2 separate regions of the Sus scrofa genome follow, and region 2 is linked to region 1. A link is a contact called in public Hi-C data. All regions are on one chromosome and are shown on one strand. Each heading gives the region's core, a stretch centred on a gene start, on an enhancer-like site or on the middle of the called end of the contact. The rest is flanking DNA. Distances are from core to core; before and after follow the strand shown.

What was found. Hi-C and Micro-C count contacts between places; a contact is called where the count stands out from the background.
Region 2: a contact with region 1 is called in a Hi-C map of skeletal muscle, with 2.7 times the contacts expected there. The contact joins the enhancer-like site here to the promoter of SEMA6A in region 1. A contact is called at or near these places in 1 of 5 promoter capture datasets (liver), 5 of 47 Hi-C or Micro-C datasets (heart right ventricle, liver and skeletal muscle) and 1 of 2 datasets of contacts at active chromatin or transcription factors (skeletal muscle).

What each region holds. Positions count from the first base shown.
Region 1 is chr2:120,684,636-120,689,940 of Sscrofa11.1, forward strand. SEMA6A (semaphorin-6A) reads right to left here and starts at 2,962. Exons shown (of 18, transcript XM_005661593.3): 1 at 1,859-2,962.
Region 2 is chr2:120,739,267-120,744,571 of Sscrofa11.1, forward strand. No RefSeq gene overlaps it. Among named protein-coding and RNA genes, the nearest start is that of SEMA6A, 54 kb to the left of the region's middle. Within about 2 kb of position 3,220, at least 10 of the 83 cell types and tissues checked have an H3K27ac peak or open chromatin away from gene starts, as enhancers often do. A contact at or near this core is called in skeletal muscle, where this site is marked.

The DNA.
Region 1 (5,305 bases), core at 1,712-4,211:
CTTGCCCAGACTGTGAAAACAGTGGTTCCTCCCCCATTCACATACACCTGACTCTACTGCTCTGCTCCTCCCTGAACGCCCGCCGGCTGGAAAACGGCGCACGGGGCGCAGGAGCCTGGGGATGCTGCGCTTGGATCTGGTACTTGCAAAATAGCGAGCCCCAGCCAGAGACCACACGCGCGGGTGCGTCACGCCAGCCGCTGTCCACAGTGACCGCACCAGCTCCCGAGTCCTGCCCTAAACTGCCCCTTCTCGCTCTCTTCCCCACGCCCACTCCGTCCTGGATTGCTTGAGAGACTTGTCCAGCTAGTGCAGGGCCATCACCCCAACGAAGCTTACCATCAGCCAAGGATGCCACTCTCCCAAGGGCCGGCTCCTACCTCCTAGCTGCATCTTGGGCGGTCTGTCCACCTCCCTGAGGGCTTGGTTTCCTCCCGGCTGCACATGCTGAGCCCCGAATCTCGCGTGCCCCCCACCCCTAGTCTTCAGAGAAACTTTCCGGAAGCGCCAGGTAGAGTGACCCCTTGCTGGAAGGGGGAAGGGGCGGGGGGAGGCGGCACCGGACCGAGGGGCGGCGAGGGAGCAGGAAAAGACAGCGGCGTCCTGTTTCCTTTCCTGATACCCGTAAGTCCAGGACTGTGCTCCCTGGCTCCCCCCTGCACCGTTCCGGTCGTGTTAGGAGGGAACGGACCTCAGGATCTTGCTTTGCACCGTGTACCACAGTGAGCTGAGAAAAGAAAAAAAAAAGCGGAGAATCTGGAAAATAGACACTTCCCAGAAGGGTCATGCAGGGTGGTTGGGTACTGTCGGGTTTGCTCCCCGAGCGCCCCACTGCCAGCGAGGCAGCCCTCCAGACTACAGCAAGTAGTTCGGACAATTCAGGACTGGGGCCCGGGCAAAGCTCTTGTCTGGTCTCGTTAGCTAGTACTGAGCCATCTCTTGCCAGGTCTTCCCACCTTGCCGCCTCCCGGGACACGTCCTTTCCAGAGAAGAACCTCGTTGATTTTGGAAGAGGGTACCGCGGGTGCGAGCCCCGGTGGGGCGAGTTCCGTGCTTGAGGGGGACGCAGACGCGACAGATGCGGTTTTCGCCGCCCAGAAGGGAGCTTCAGCGGGGGATAGGACCCAGGGCGGGGGCGCCGCGCAACACCGGGAGGAGGCCACTCATTCGAGCAAACAAAGCCCGGAACCTCTGGTGCCAGCGGCCGCGGGAGCCAGCCGGGATGTCACCAAGTGGCAGGGTGCGCGGGTGCCAAGGCCATTACAAGTTTCCCGCACTCCACTGAGCCCAGCCCAGACACCGCGCCGACAACAAAAGATTCTCTTCGCTTCCCCACCGTATCTATGGAACCCCTTCTCCCACCCCTGAACCCAAACCTGGTGCTGAGGGAAAGCAGCGCTCTTCTATCCAATCTCCTCCAGTCCTCGGGGCCAGAACCCCTTCCCCTGCCTTCGCACCAGGACAGGGAGCTTCCAAGAACCTCACCCTTTTCGGGCCTCTCTATTGCCTGCTGGCCCGAAAATGAGGATGAGCCCCCGGGTCCTGCACACACATCCCAGGGCCAGGCAACTGTCCGCGAGGTCGGGGTCCCGGGCGGCGCCCGGCATGTGCGCGGCGCGGGTGGGGAAGCTTGCAACACGGAGCCCGGCGGTCTCTGGGGCGCAGGGCGGAGAAGAACGTCGGGCAGGGCTCACAGCTGCTCCCCCAGGGCCGAGCAACGCTCGAGAGACAGACACAAGACAAAATAAAACGCAGGCACCACAAAGCCGAGAGCGCTTTGCCTACCGCGGCCCTGGGACCCGCAGGAGGGAGCGGAGCTGCCCGGGAGGTGGGGCGCGCCGGGACGCCCCAGCCGTACCTTTTCGGTGCATCGACGGGCAGGCGGCCGGGGCTCGGAGCGGGCTGGCACAGCGTGTATCCCATTTAGTAATCCATTATCAAGGGGTTCTCTCTGGGCCGCGAGCTGCGCTCTCTCCTCCGCAAGCCTTTGTCATTCCTACATATGTGCTTGTCTCTTTGGGGTAACAGTCGCGGCGACTACTTTCTGGGATGCAAATGCTCTGGGTTCATCTCCAATGACAAGCGGAGAAGGGAAAAGGAAAAAAGAAAGAAAAAAAAAACCAACAAGAAAGGAGTAAATGTTCAAGAAACTCTTCTTCAAATCCAAATTCCACTTGGATTCCACTCCAGCGAGTCCCTTCGGTAGTGTCTGCGCCGATTAACAAGTCATTTCAGGGTGGGGGGCGGGGTGGGGGCTGGGGCAAGGGTATATGCTCTAGCCCCGCTCGCCGACCGGGAGCGCTACCCCGCGGGTGTGGCGACGCTGGCCGCTGCCGCCACTCCTAAGCGGGCATCGCGGGCGGTCGGCCCCGCGGAGAAGCGCCGCTGCTGCGTCCCGAGCGCCTGGACAGCCGAGTGCGCGGGGAGCGGAGTTGGCTGCAGCCTCACCCCGTGCGGCTCACTACTCCTCTGTCACCGGAGAGGCCTCCGCTCCAGGGCGGAGCCAAGTCCCGGACTGGATTGCGCAAGGCGGACTCTCCTCCTGCAACCCCGCCTCCTTTGGCTGGCGTCTTCTCCGACCCAAAGGAGAGCAGTGGTCTCTAGGAGTGAACGCGAGTGATCGAGGTGGAGGGGGAGAGAATCTACGCCATGTGACCGTAGGTGGAGCCTTGGACCGACTGGCCAGTGCAGCTTCCTTCCACCACTATTCCGGGCCCCACCACGCGCTAGGCGGAGGTCCCTGCGGGGGCAATGCCGGCAGGATCCCAGCCCTCGCCTCCCCCACCCCTGGCATTTGCTCTAGCGAGGAAAAAAAAATCCCGGACAGCATTGCTGAGCACGGCCAAATCAGAAAAATAAATAAAAATAGACGTATTGCAGGAGCGAGTTACAAGAAGGGATTTGTTCATCGATTTTCTTAAATGGAAAAGTTTTAAAGGATGAGGGTAAGTGAATGGCAAGTGTTTCTAATTCTGATTACAGTATCAAAGGTGGATTCCAGAAGTGATGGAAGCTCCACGCACCCAGATGAACTGGATAGAAGCCGGTGCGCTTAAAAAAACACCTCGAAAATATGAACACAACTATTAGTTAACATACCTATAACACAACACGTTAATAAAGCATGTTAAGCAAACAAATTGTAGTGCAAAGAATGCTGTTAACAACGATGATGTTTTTAAACGTAGGAAATATGTAAACTATTCTTAGAAACAATTATGTAAACTTCAGAAATAAAACACAATTCCAGCGAGAATCCAACAGCTTCATGGAATAAGTAAATCGCAACTTCTTCCAAGGCGCTTTTGTTAACACCACCAGAAGAATGGCAGGCACAGCCTTTTTCTGTCTCTTAAAAGTTCACTCGCCAAAAAGCTTTGCAGTTACAGGCTTGGGCCAATTGGCCAGGCCACACGATGTCCCCCTCCCCCGGCCGCTGCGCGCATGGTAGCGTGTTGTTCCCCAAGTGGGCTTCTCGCGTGGTGAGGGCTGTAAGCCACAGCCTTTAAAGAAAGTAACTCGGAGCGACCAAGCAGTTCTCCAGTCAATATTTACTAGTTTTGGGCTTGGCCGAGAAAAGCATTGGGAGGGAGATCAGGGTCCCCCCTCGCCTTTAGGCCTAATAAACGCATTAGATACTGTACCTATTCCCTAATTGGGGCTAGGAACCAAGTCCCCCTTTTTTGCAGTTCATACAAGGAAACAAAGTTACATCTGCTCGTGGGGGCTCACAAATAATAAAAATATACATATGTAAAGATTTATAATAAGTAAGTTATTAAATAAATTAAAAAATATATTTCCACAAACCATTTAGAAAAGGTGGGGAGAATGGTTGAGTGGAAAAAGGCTTTTGCCGAAGCTGCCGGCAGGGGCCGCTATCCTCACCTTTCCCAGGCAAAAACCGCGGCGGATCCGTAGTGACTGGGGGTTGGGAGCCGAGGGCTGCGGCCATGGGGGGCGGAGCCCGCTCCGGGAGAGGGCTGGGGCGTGGGGGCGGCGGACTTGGTAGCGCGCTCCCGCGCACTGGTGGGGAACTGGGTCGTGGACGTGCCTTTCGAATCCAGTCGGCACCCAGGCAGAGGCCCTCGCCGGCCGCGACCGCTGGATGCTCGGCTGCGCTATGTAACGACCAGATTTCGACGTAAAACCTCAAGCTGATCCATGCGCCCCCTGCGCGGTCCCGCAGTCTGCAGATCGGGCCCAAGAGGTCCCAGGGATTCTCTGTACAGCGTCTCCATTCAGACCGGGTCGCCGAGGCCCCTTCTTTGCTCTCTGCCTCTGATTTACATGCTGACTGGGTCTGGGAAAAGTTCTTTTAATTGGCAGAATTAGGCAGAGCAAACGAATTGTTTCACAGGCTGAACCAAATTAATTCCGGGTTTAGCTTCTTCCCTTGGAGAAACAAACAATTAAGCTGTCTTGTTTGCTTTATGGATGTATTGGAAGTGCCCCACATCGAGTTTCAGGATATGTTTTTAAAGGGAAGTTATTTTCATTATTAATACTTGCATGTTTAATTTGCAGTAACGCTGAGCCAAGAAACGAGAAATTAAATTTACCTAATTTAAAATTAGGGAATACAAGAATTTGAGTTAACTTGTGCAAGGCTAAGAAATACCACTCGGAATCTTCCTGGCAATGACGAAATCTTGAAGTTTCACCATCTAATTAGGCACTTGTGGAACTGACCAGGTGAGATTACATTTCCACTTGCCAGGGGAGAGATGCTCCCGGAGATGGCAGAAAAGCCAGCTATTGTGTCCCTTCTGAAGCCCTCAGGGGAGCACCTGTGGGGAGGCTGCCCTAGGAAACCTCATGATGTCATTTCCCCTTCTGTGCGCAGACTCCCACAAGCCTGCCTTGCTTTTCAGTAAAACCTCTGCCTCTCCAAAGCCTTTGAAGCCTGCAACCTACCCTTTCCCTTTAGGGAGAGAAAGCTGACAAGTTAAAGCGTCAGCAAGTGTTAGAGTGGGTAGGGAAAGTTGGGCTGTTTTGTAGTTAAGTGGCACCAAGTGGAGTGAGGAAGGCCTTGGTCTTTGGAGCCAGGCTCTTGTTAGGTAACCTACTGATAGTGACCTTGGGGCAGTCACTTATCTCTCTGGAGCAGTGGACTCACCTGTCAGTGAGGATTCTCGTCCCAGGGGTTGTGTGGATTAAATGAGGTGAGTGTAAAGCACAGGTCTAGGGTCAAGGTTAGCTAGCATCACTGTCCTTCTCCACATCAATCCTCCCACCATGTTTTACAGGAGTCAAATGGAGGCAGGGGAAAGATGCGGCTTGCTTTGGGTCAGTGCTGGGAGCG
Region 2 (5,305 bases), core at 1,970-4,469, 55 kb after region 1:
ACATCCTATGTTATACACCGAGGCAGAAAGAGACAAACCCTGGGCCACAGGGCTCCAACACTCCAGAGGTGGAGGTGGGAAGACTTGTCTTCACCCTCCTGAGCTGGACTTCTGGGAATAGGGTGTGTCAATCTCAGATAGAATTAGAAAATTTTATTTGAGCCAAATTTGAGGATTATAACCTGGCCAGAGCATCTCAGAAAGCTCTGAGAATAGCTCTGCCTCTTAGACACCAAGGCACAGTTATATAAGATTTTTTGAGACAGAGGGCTGTACATCAAATGATGTATTATTGACAGTTTACATAATCCAGATCTCCCCGTCATCCTGGTGGGGCATATGACCCCTTACAGGACCAAGAGGGAATGTTATCTTTAAGGAGCTGTCTTGTTGATGCCGCAAGAAAGCTGCTCTTTATGGATGAGCAGGTGTTCCTGCTGTTGGGGAAAGTTGGTCGAGGGGTAATGCAGAGTGTAATGTAATCACACAGTGCACAGTGAGGCTGAAGGGCAGAGAAGAATTTCTATGTTTACGTTTTTCTTGTCTTGCCATAAAATAGGAATTCTGTTTAACAGGTGGATATGCCCATTCTGACCAATGTTTTTTTTCACTCCCTCATACATCTCCTCTGAGCTCTGTGAACTAGGTATTATTATCTGCATGTACCACATGAGGAAGTGAAGGCTCCAAGAGGTTAAGTCATTTGCTCAAGATTGCACATTTGGGAGCAGCTGGGATCAGGATGCATGTCTGACTTGGCCCAGGATTGTTCCATTATACTCTGCCTCTGGGGCCCTGAGGAGTGCAGCTCCCTGGCCTTTAGAGAGAGGAAGCTGCGCATGCAGGATGAGGAGTGGGAGCCAGTGCTCTCAGAGGACATGCCCCTCACCTCTGATGCCCGGTGCAGAGGAGGGGCTGTGCCTACGTGTGTCTGTGTGTCTGTTACTCCCAAAGGAGAGCAACACAAGTGAGACAGGTTATTCTGCTGTCAGCAGGCACTGCTCCTAAACCACCTGCCCTACTTCTCTTCTTTCCACTTTGAGGATTTTTTCCCTCTGAAGTGACATTGGGAGGCAAGAGGATCTTGCAGAGGTGTTGTGAATAATGACTCTAGTGCTATGTGCTGCAGATGCTGCCTGCTTGCATGGGGCCACTGGGGACCTGGGTGGGGATGGGGAGGAGGAGGAAAGGGAGGAAAGGAACAATGCAGGCGTCTTCTTCTCTGGAGGGGGGTAAACCTCAGATCACCCTGCCTGTTGGGCAGATATACCAGAGGGCACTGGTTCTCATGCCCTCAGCTGAAAAGACACTTTTTTTTTCTTTTTCTTTCTTTCTTTCTTTTTTTTTTTCCTTTTCTTTTTTTGGTCTTTTTGGGGCAGCACTTAAGGCATGTGGAAGTTCCAAGGCTAGGGGTCGAATTGGAGTTACAGCCACTGGCCTATGCCGTAACCACAGCAACATGGGATCCAAGCCACATCTGTGACCTACATACACCCCAGCTCATGGCAATGCTAGATCCTTAACCCACTGAGCTAACCCATGTGCTCATGGATATTAGTTGGGTTCATTACTGCTGAGCTGCGATGGGAGCTCCCGTGAAGATGCTTTTGTGGAAGCACTTTTATTCACTTTTTCTGGGCATCTGTTTAGAGGCTGATTTCCTCCCCAGGTGGCCCTCCGAATGGAGGTGGGCAAGGAGATGAGTGAGAAGGGGATTTATAAGTATTGCCCAGCTTCACCTGCGTTTTCAGAACCAGAGAAGACGGTGCTTGCTTCCTCTCATCCCAGAAGACAGATGGACCCAGATCCTCTGCATCCGTCAGCTAAGACTTCCGTGAGAAAAAAAGCTTTCTAATGTGGGACTTTTCTTGGAGGAAAACCTCTGAAGAGGAAAACCCATAATCTAGTTGGGACATAATTTCTTCTTTTCCTGTTTGCTTGCTCTGGGCCTTCATTCATTCATTACATTTGTCTTTTCAGACATCGGGACTTCACCCCACTTTTTCTTTATCTCCAGGGATTTGACCTGATTCACCCCACTTTTTCTTTATCTCCAGGGATTTGACTTGAGCTCATTTCACCCCACTTTTTCTTTATCTCCAGGGATTTGACTTGAGCTCATTTCAAGACAGCAAATTACCAAACCCTTTATATTCATCTTTCCAAAGAAGGTTTGCTCATGGGTCTTTAAATGCAGGTAACCTGAAGAAATGTTGGCTTACTTTATCCAAACCTGGATTTTTATCCTTCTAAAGAGAGTACAAAGTGACTTTTTGGAGTTCAGAGGAAACCAAAGTTTTTTGATTATTCAACATGGGAAAACAAAACCTTGAGAGAGAGAGCAAGAGCAGAAAATAATAATAACATCGGACTGGCATGAAAGTTTCTCTAGGTTTCCATGCTTTTAATTATCAGGGATACTCCCGCCCTTTTCCACGGGAACCTTGTTAGGAATGCTGACTTACTGCTGCTGCTTTGACAAGGGTGAAAAGTCCATCCGCTGCCATGAGTTTGACTTGCAGGATTATCACTGGAAGAAAACCTATAAAAGTGTGCTCTGTCGATGGCCATGGCAGGCTTTTTAATTTCTTTGATAATTCCTTCCCTGTTCTGTTTTGGTACACCTGGGACTGACCTAATTTGTTCCTTCATTACAGGGTTTTGCACAGGTAATAGTAGCAAGATGAGGAGGCTCTGATGTTAAAACTTGTCCCTGAAACTCAACAAGATGTCTCAGCTTCAAATCCCTTGGGCAGCTTCATGAATTTTATTTACCTCTTCATTTATTTATATGATGTCTGGGGCCGAGCTGTGGATGAAAAATTAAAACATAAATTCATCAGCAAGACCCATAGTGGTGCTAGATTAAAATTTGAACCCTTGAACTTCCAGGCACCTCCTGCCGCAGAAATAACAAGATGGTTACTGAGCTTCACAAACAAAGGAAGGTCTCTCTTCTCACAACAAGAGGGGAAAAGGCAGACCTGAGAATGCTCAAAACATCACTCACAATATCCCAAACCAAAACAAAAGCAATGTGCCCAACAGCCAAACAAACAGAGGCGGGATCAGCTTCCAGCCAGCCCTGGGGTGTCGCCAGATTTGGCTTCTGGCTGTTTGCCCTGTGGGAATTACGTAATTCCCAGACAAGGGCCCTCAACTTAGAATTTCAGCCTCTCCTCTTAGACTTTTACTCCTCAGAGCTGGCAGCAAAAATAGGTGAGAATCTCACTTCCAATGATGCAGTGAGGCTGCTGATTTTTATTAGGTCATTTTGTTGGTAGTGTAGCTGGGCTGGTGGTGGAAGGAAATGCCATGTTTGTGAGATAATAGAGTGAATTCCATTCCCCCCCCTTCCCTGAAAGTAACTAAATTGTGCTCCATTTTATACTCTTAAGCAATCCCTCCCCGATTCTCGGAGGCCAGTAAATGTATCTGAAGCAACAGGCCTTGCTTATTAATTCCCCCCTCCACAGTGGGATAGCAGGCTCAGACCAAAGAGCTGGGATGATGTACTGGGGTTTTACTAAAGAAAAGCAGGGGGCACAGGAGAGAGTTGAGGCTGGTGGCTGTTATCAGAGGATGTATTAATGAAATGACCACTGTGAGCCGGATACCTTACAGATGTCCCCTCATTTCATCTCCACAACAGCCTTATAAAGTAGTATTCTCATCTCATAGGGGAGGAAATTGAGTCTCAAAGAATAAAGCAGTCCGCCTGAAATCGCACAGCCGTTTAGTATGGCCAGGATCTATAAGACCTTCACAGCTTACTCCATTCCCCAGGCCAAGAGCCCTGCTCCATAAAGTGCAGGGGACCTAGGTAAAGTCTCTAGTAGCTTCATTAATGCTATGTGACCTTGTATGCTTGAGCCTCTATTTCTTAGGTCTTTATCGCTAGGGTCAAGGACGCCATATTTCCTAGTCTTTGTGGTGTCCAGGACAGGGGCTGGTAGCTGTATGTGGCCATTTAAATTAATTATAACAAAATAATTGTAATAAATATAATTCTTATAATGCAATTATAAGCATTATAACAACATAAAGCTTAGCTATAATAAAACAATATAATTTAGTTCCTCTAAATCTAGATTATATTACATCACCCTAGCCACATGTCAGTGCTCAGTAACTACTCATGGCTCGTGGCTGTCTTTCTGGACGGTTCAGGCTTCCAGAGCACCTGCACCTTCACAGAAGGTTTTATTGGATAGCAGTGGACATGGAACATTCTACTTGTTAGTGGGACCTCCCCGCCTTTAGGTGGCACTTAGTTCTTCCAGGCCTGAAAATCCAGCTTATCCTGCTTATCAAAACAATGCTCAGTCCCCCTCTGGGTTTCCACAGGGAGGAATTTTCCCTAAACACGTGTCTGCCCTCTGCCTCTTTACTCAGTCTGCTCCTGGCGGGTGGAGAGGCTTTACTGATGGGTTAATTTGGGAGGAATACCTGGGAATGATTATGTATTGGGAACCACAAGGTCTTCTGTTGCCCCAGGGCCCCACCCCGATGGTGGGCATGGTTTTGAGGTGCCCTGATACCTTATGTTTGCCTTTAAATCCACTTTGTACCCGTCTCTACCCTGCTCTAGCCTCCAGGAGGCTGTCCTCTGTGATCTACATCAGTAAGGTCCTTTGACCTCTGTCAGGCCCACCATGCCTTAAGGACCTATACTCCCAACCGCGTTTACAGTAAGTTGGAAGGGTTACATCTGGGCATGGGCACCAGCAGGGTCAGGTCACAGAGACCACATGAGCTGGTAACCTGGGCCCCTTTTACCTACTACTCTTCTCCTGGTGCGTCTCGCTCAGCTCACGCCTATGGCTGCAGTAGTGTCTCTTAGTCAGCAAACAGGCCCCCTGACATGGAGGAAAAGGAGATAGAAGAAAGAGGCAGAACCCTCCATATTGGCAGGTGGCAGTTTTCACAAGCAAGGGGAACTTACCCAGGAGACTTGTCTAGATGATTCGATCTCTAAACCTGACAGCCAGAATCTTAACATTTGTATAATTTACCTGGGTTCTGTCATAGGTACCATCCAGATGGTCTGAAAAACACACTGCTCTCTTGAGGCTGCATCCTGGACATTCCAAGGACAGGGGAGGGGGCAGGGAGCCTCCGATTGCCTAAGACCAGCTCTGGTCAATCGTAGGTCAGACCCTCTCTGTGACCTCCTCCAACTAGGTCCCTGTGACCAACCAATGAAAGAAGTCAAAGGTCAAACCGAGTTTGTAGATGGGTTGGCTCTCCTTGTGGGTGTGAACTGCAGATGGGCTGCTGTATCACATCTCCATTTAGTGGTGGC